2 separate regions of the Rattus norvegicus genome follow, and region 2 is linked to region 1. The links are chromatin contacts, called in public Hi-C maps. All regions are on one chromosome and are shown on one strand. Each heading gives the region's core, a stretch centred on a gene start, on an enhancer-like site or on the middle of the called end of the contact. The rest is flanking DNA. Distances are from core to core; before and after follow the strand shown.

Region 1 (2,700 bases), core at 103-2,602:
CATCTGGCTTTTAATACAATCCTTTTTCTTTTCCAGTGAGCCTCCCTTGCTCTGGTAGGCTTCAGGGTTGGTGCTTCTCCAGATGTTCCCAGCACACAACAGACATGAACACTGTGTATCAAACATTGTCTCACACCAGCCAGCAAAGTCAAGACATGAGGGACTACATCCAAGATTGCCTGCTGACCTTCACATGCACAGATGCGCACCCAAGCACAATGACTCACGCACCCAGCGCCGGGCCTCTATTCTCAGGCCCAGGTGCACACCAACACCCTCCTCCAATAAATTGCAAAAGATGATTCTTCAGTTACTAGCACAGAAGTAGAACTGTCTGACTCAAGTCTTAGGTGTATAACCCACAAAACCCTTTTTGAATGATGGGTTAGGGGGTGTGTGCTCATCAAAGCTCCTTCTCCTATGCCATCCATCTAGCCTACTGCTTCTTCTTGAAACATAAACAACATACACAAAGTATTGCCACACTCCTAATAGTATCTTTCCAACTCATCCACCCATGGGCACCTGCTCCTCCTTCACCGCTTCTACCATCCATGTTTACTTCCTTTAAAGCTTGGATGCCTAATACATGAAGCAGTCAGTGCCGGCATCAGTAGTCAGTGCCAGTGAAGCATCATTGCAGCCAGATGGACTTGACTTCCAACCTCTGTGCCTCTACCTCTCAGAGTTTTAGTTCTCTCGGTTAGTATAATAACTACCTATGTTCCATGGGGAATGCAGGAATTAAATAAGTGTACGTTGATAGAAAAAAAAGCGCCCCAAATATTACCTATTGCCATTATCGCAACGTGAATGAACACAACGTGACATACATCCTAAAACATGATCTCTACTAAATAAAATGCCGGGGAACTTTGGCAAAGCTAATGGTCCTTCGGATTCTCCTCCCTCGCACCACTCTCCAAGAACTCTCCAGTTAACTTCGAGTTCATGGAAACCTGTTGCGTGTCGAGAGCACTTATGAGAACTACCGACATAAAGGAACAGGTTCCTTTCTACTCTTCAGGGCTGCAGTCCCGCCGAAAGGCATACGAGTCATGACTCGGACAAGCTAAGAAGAAAAGAGGCGGCTCGTAATTATGGATACCACTTGGGACAGAAGCGCTCCGGACAGTGGAGCCGGCCGATACAGGCCCGGGTGACTCGGCACCTCCGCCACCAGGTCCAGGCCCTCCCTGCCGAGCGCCAGGGGCAGCTCTGGCATCACCCGGCTCGCGATCCCCGGCCAGCTCACCATGACTGACAGCGCTTGGTGATGCCGCTTCTTTTCCTGAACCTTACAATAGAAACCCAGAGCTCCCTCTTCGCAGCCGAGGCCACCGCTCTGAAGCCCAGAACCCGCGAGAGGCTCGCCGGAAGTGACGAACGGAGGGGGCGGGGTACGGAGGCCTGGAGTCAGCAGCGTATAATCAGAAAGTCATGGAAAGGCCTGAGGTTTGAAAATTATTTAAAGTAAACATTAAAACACTTGATAACTGGTTTCACAAGACAGCGATTACTTAAAATGTTTAGATAGTACTCCCTCCCGAACAACTTGATATGAGTACTCCCTTCCGAACAACTTGGTAGGGTCCGTTCTCTTCACTGACTACAATACCCAGAATGCAGCTAGAGCTTCCGGCGTTGACCCCGCCATCATGGATTCGGGCGGAAGTAATCTATAGCTCACTCTAATTCGACAGTGTATTGAGAACGTAGTTGCAGCCTTCAAACAATGTGTAACTGAATTTACTTTATGTCTAAGAGTATATTTTTCTGACTATTCCAGGGTCAGATAGTAGACATTCCTTCCCGAAGTAAAGATGTCCGCCAAGCGTAGAGGGCTTTGGGTAACTGGAAGTTAGCGTCAACACGAGCAACAAGGTTCGCAGCCGGAGTAACGATGTTGCTTCTTTTTGCGGGGCGGGCGGATCTTATCCAGCTGCGAATCGCAGAGCATTATTGGCTGTCCCCGTAGGACCCAATCAGAAAGGAGGAAAGACTAAGAACTATTGGCTGCTGGCGTGGACCAATCGGAAGAGCTGTGATTTGGCGGGAGTCTTGAGGACCTCCGGGCTGTCGGTGTCTCAGCGCCAGCTCTAGGTATCCGGCCGCTGTGGCTATGTTCGTGACCGATTTCCGCAAGGAGTTCTACGAGCTAGTCCACAACCAGGTGACTCCCGTCCAACGATCCTGATCAAAACTTTATCTGAGGGGAGGGATGAGGGCGAGTGTCCGTGGATGGGCCGGGAGGTCAGGGTGTTGCCACAGACTTTGGTGTCCCTGTACTCAACTCATCTGTCGGTGTTCGCTTCTACAGAGGGTCCTTCTCTTTGTGGCCTCGGACGTGGATGCCTTGTGTGCTTGCAAGATACTTCAGGTGAGCTTTGAAAGCCTTAGGAAGATAGGACTGAGGCGAGAGGTGACGGGACAGGGTTGGCCCCAGCAGGAGGCGGGGCGCAGAAGGGGAGGGACCAGAAGAAATAGACAGGAGGTGAGTTAGTCAAAGGATCCTCTGACCTATACCGAGACTAGAGAAGTGTCGTGCAAATGGTGAGACAAGTAAATAGTGGTCTTTACCGTAACCCAAGTGAAAAGGGTTCCACCTCTGAAATCTTTGAACGTGTAAAAGATGGAATCTGAGATAAGGAACGTGACAGCTGGGCGTGGTATCATAGCCAGTGCTGGAATTACCGGAGT
Region 2 (2,700 bases), core at 7-2,506, 380 kb after region 1:
ACCACAGAAACACACAGATGAAGGTCAGAGGTGGCCCATGGCTTGCAGCTCCACATCTGAACCTATCCCAGGTTCGAGTCCCTGAAAAGACCTGAACAGTTACAAATTATTTGATGGCTTTGATGTGATCCTAGAGAAAAAAAGAGGTGGCAATTCAGCCCTAGGGAGGACCCTGACAGGCAGAGCCACAGATAGGAGGTCCTGTATCTTTACCCTAAAGAAGGATCTTACCTTCCATTGCTGATGCCTATCCTGTCTATTGCCTGAGTGGGGCTCCTATTGGGTCATCCTCCTCTGAGGCCCTACACTGTGCCCTCTGCCTGTTTGCTATCAAACTATTGGTAGGGCTGGCTTATCGTGGGCCACTTGCTTTCTCCCACTGTGCACACCCAGGAGCCTCCTCTCTGATAAACACTTAGAGGAAGCCCACAGTGAAAGTTTCGAGGGTCAGTATGAAGAAGGATATGAGAAGCCTACTGGGGTGGGTTTGCTGTCCTACAGAGCAAAGCCTAGGCAGCAGATATCACAGAACACCTCAGCTGGGTGGTAGCTTCCTGGAGGAAGCCCTCGAATTCTGGCTTTCATGCACTGTGCTTAGGCCTACTCCTTCTGCCCACATCTCTTCTCCAAGAAGTCTCTGCTTCATCTTTGCCTCTGGACTCAGTGTTCCTGTTTTGGTTCCTTTCTATTGTCTGGAACAGGGCAAGCAGAGAGCAGGAATCTAATGAACACACTAAATGGATGCTATGGGGTCTAGGGAAGATGCCATCTACCATATGACTCCGGAGCTCACTTTTTTTTTTTTTTTTTTTTTTGGTTCTTTTTTTTCGGAGCTGGGGACCGAACCCAGGGCCTTGCGCTTCCTAGGTAAGCGCTCTACCACTGAGCTAAATCCCCAGCCCCCGGAGCTCACTTTTGCGTCCAGTTCAGCCTTGCCCGCTGTCCTTTTGGAGCAGGAGTAGACCCCCCTCCTAACCAGAACACTGGTCTCGTGATACCCGGGCCTGCGCGGGCACGCCCACGCGGACACAGTCCAGCAGAGCCCCGCCACCGCGACCCCCTGTGGACACTCCCACAGGCGCCCTCTCCGCGTGCACCGCCCACGACCCCACCCTACCTCCCGCTGCGCTCGCCGCGCCCGCCGCGCCCCGCGTCCCGCGTGTTAAAACCCGTGTCTGCGGCCGGAAGCGCCCGCTGGATCCGCGCAGCGCCGCCACAATCGCCGCCATGGTCCGGGGGCCTTAGGCGGTTAGGGCTGCCCTTCGCGCTGCCTGAGCCGTTCAAGCGTCGGGATCGGACCTGTGCGTGGCCTTGAGGAGGTGAGTGCTGCGGCCCGCGCTTTTGCACCGCCCGGAGCTCAGACCCGGGGTTGGAATCTGCAAACACGGAACTGGGACTGGGCTGAAGGATCCATACGTGGGAACTGGGCTGACCTAGGGGAGCGCGAGCCAGGGCTGGAGAATGTAGACACTTGTAAAGGGTCTGATCTGGGCTGGAGGTCGGTGAAGCGAGGCAAGTCTCCACACTTCTCACAGGGAACTTGAGTATTAGTGCTGGGGTGGTAGATGTCCTTCAGTGAGCCTGTGGAGTTGGGCTTAACCTGGACAGGATGTAGCACATCCAGGGCACGGCCCATCCTAAGACGATCTGACTTAGTTCTTGGATTGGGATGCAAAAATTAGGGTCAGAGTTACAGGACCCAGGGATGGTCAGTGGAGTTGGAAACTGTTGAGCAATCTCCTCAACAGGTGTTCTCTGAGAGAAGCCTTAGGATGCCCGTGGGTCACTCCTTGCAAAAGAATAGGTTACCCCACGGAAGGGAACCTCTTGGAGCTCAGGGGCAGTGAGGCAGGAGCACTAGGACAGGCTTTGGGTGTGTGCTAGAGTCGCATGGGGCAGTGTTATAAAGTCTTCCAGCCAGAGCCTTTGGGTCCTTGTTGGCCCTCCATGCATTAGGAGTACAGTGGGAGCTGCCATGACTACTTGTAACCTCTTTTAGGGGTTTGTGGTGAGGTGAGGCCCAAGAGGACAGCTTGTCACAGCACTATCCTAATTAATGGCTGGGCAGATTTTACTGGGGAATTGCTGAACGGTAGGGGACCAGCTGAATCACCTCCAATTGAGCAGATGTGACAAGTGGGTATGGTTCCAGGGGAACAAAGGGGTGCAGAATCAGTGAAGGGAGCAGTTAGAAAAACCAGGGAAGGGAAGGGTGGTTTATGCAGGGTTCACATGGGTTTGCTGCTGGTCTAATTCCCATGCTCCCACAGAAGCTGGGACTGGGAGCTTCTGGCTTTAGCTGCAGGAATTCAGTTCGACCATCTTGAGTTTTCTCAAGCAGACACTCTGGGGTCTGAAGATGCCCTAGGGATACAGCCTTGAGCTCTCTGAGATAAGGTTAATGTCTAGGTCTTTAGAAGGAGCTCAGCCTTCTCGTTCAGCGAGGGGGATACTTTTCCAAGGAGGGAGACATCCTTCCTACTGAGCAGAAGTCCATTTTCTGTTCCGTGACCTTTTTCCTCACAAGGGCTAACCGGCAAGGTTTTGTGAGGGTCCTTCTTAAGAAAACACATAAAGGTTGGTGTTAATTTACAAATAAGTTTTCGAGACAAATGTTGAACACATTTCTAGATGCCAAGTCTGAGATGGTAGTTGAGGAGCAGTCTGAAGGCTTTACCGAGCTGTCCTCTGAATATATGA

The links. A called contact is a pair of places that touch in the nucleus more often than the background predicts.
Region 2: a Hi-C map of mammary epithelial cells shows a contact between it and region 1, with 3 times the contacts expected there. The contact joins the promoter of Txnrd2 here to the promoter of Ufd1 in region 1. A contact is called at or near these places in 1 of 12 Hi-C or Micro-C datasets (mammary epithelial cells) and 1 of 1 datasets of contacts at active chromatin or transcription factors (oligodendrocytes).

The regions. Positions count from the first base shown.
Region 1 is chr11:95,688,071-95,690,770 of GRCr8, forward strand. It overlaps Ufd1 (ubiquitin recognition factor in ER associated degradation 1), which reads right to left and starts at 1,353. Exons shown (of 12, transcript NM_053418.2): 1 at 1,256-1,353. The coding sequence starts at 1,258. It overlaps Cdc45 (cell division cycle 45), which reads left to right and starts at 2,108. Exons shown (of 19, transcript NM_001105866.2): 1 at 2,108-2,173; 2 at 2,321-2,380. The coding sequence starts at 2,123.
Region 2 is chr11:96,071,219-96,073,918 of GRCr8, forward strand. It overlaps Txnrd2 (thioredoxin reductase 2), which reads right to left and starts at 1,257. Exons shown (of 18, transcript NM_022584.3): 1 at 1,118-1,257. The coding sequence starts at 1,229. It overlaps Comt (catechol-O-methyltransferase), which reads left to right and starts at 1,153. Exons shown (of 5, transcript NM_012531.2): 1 at 1,153-1,319.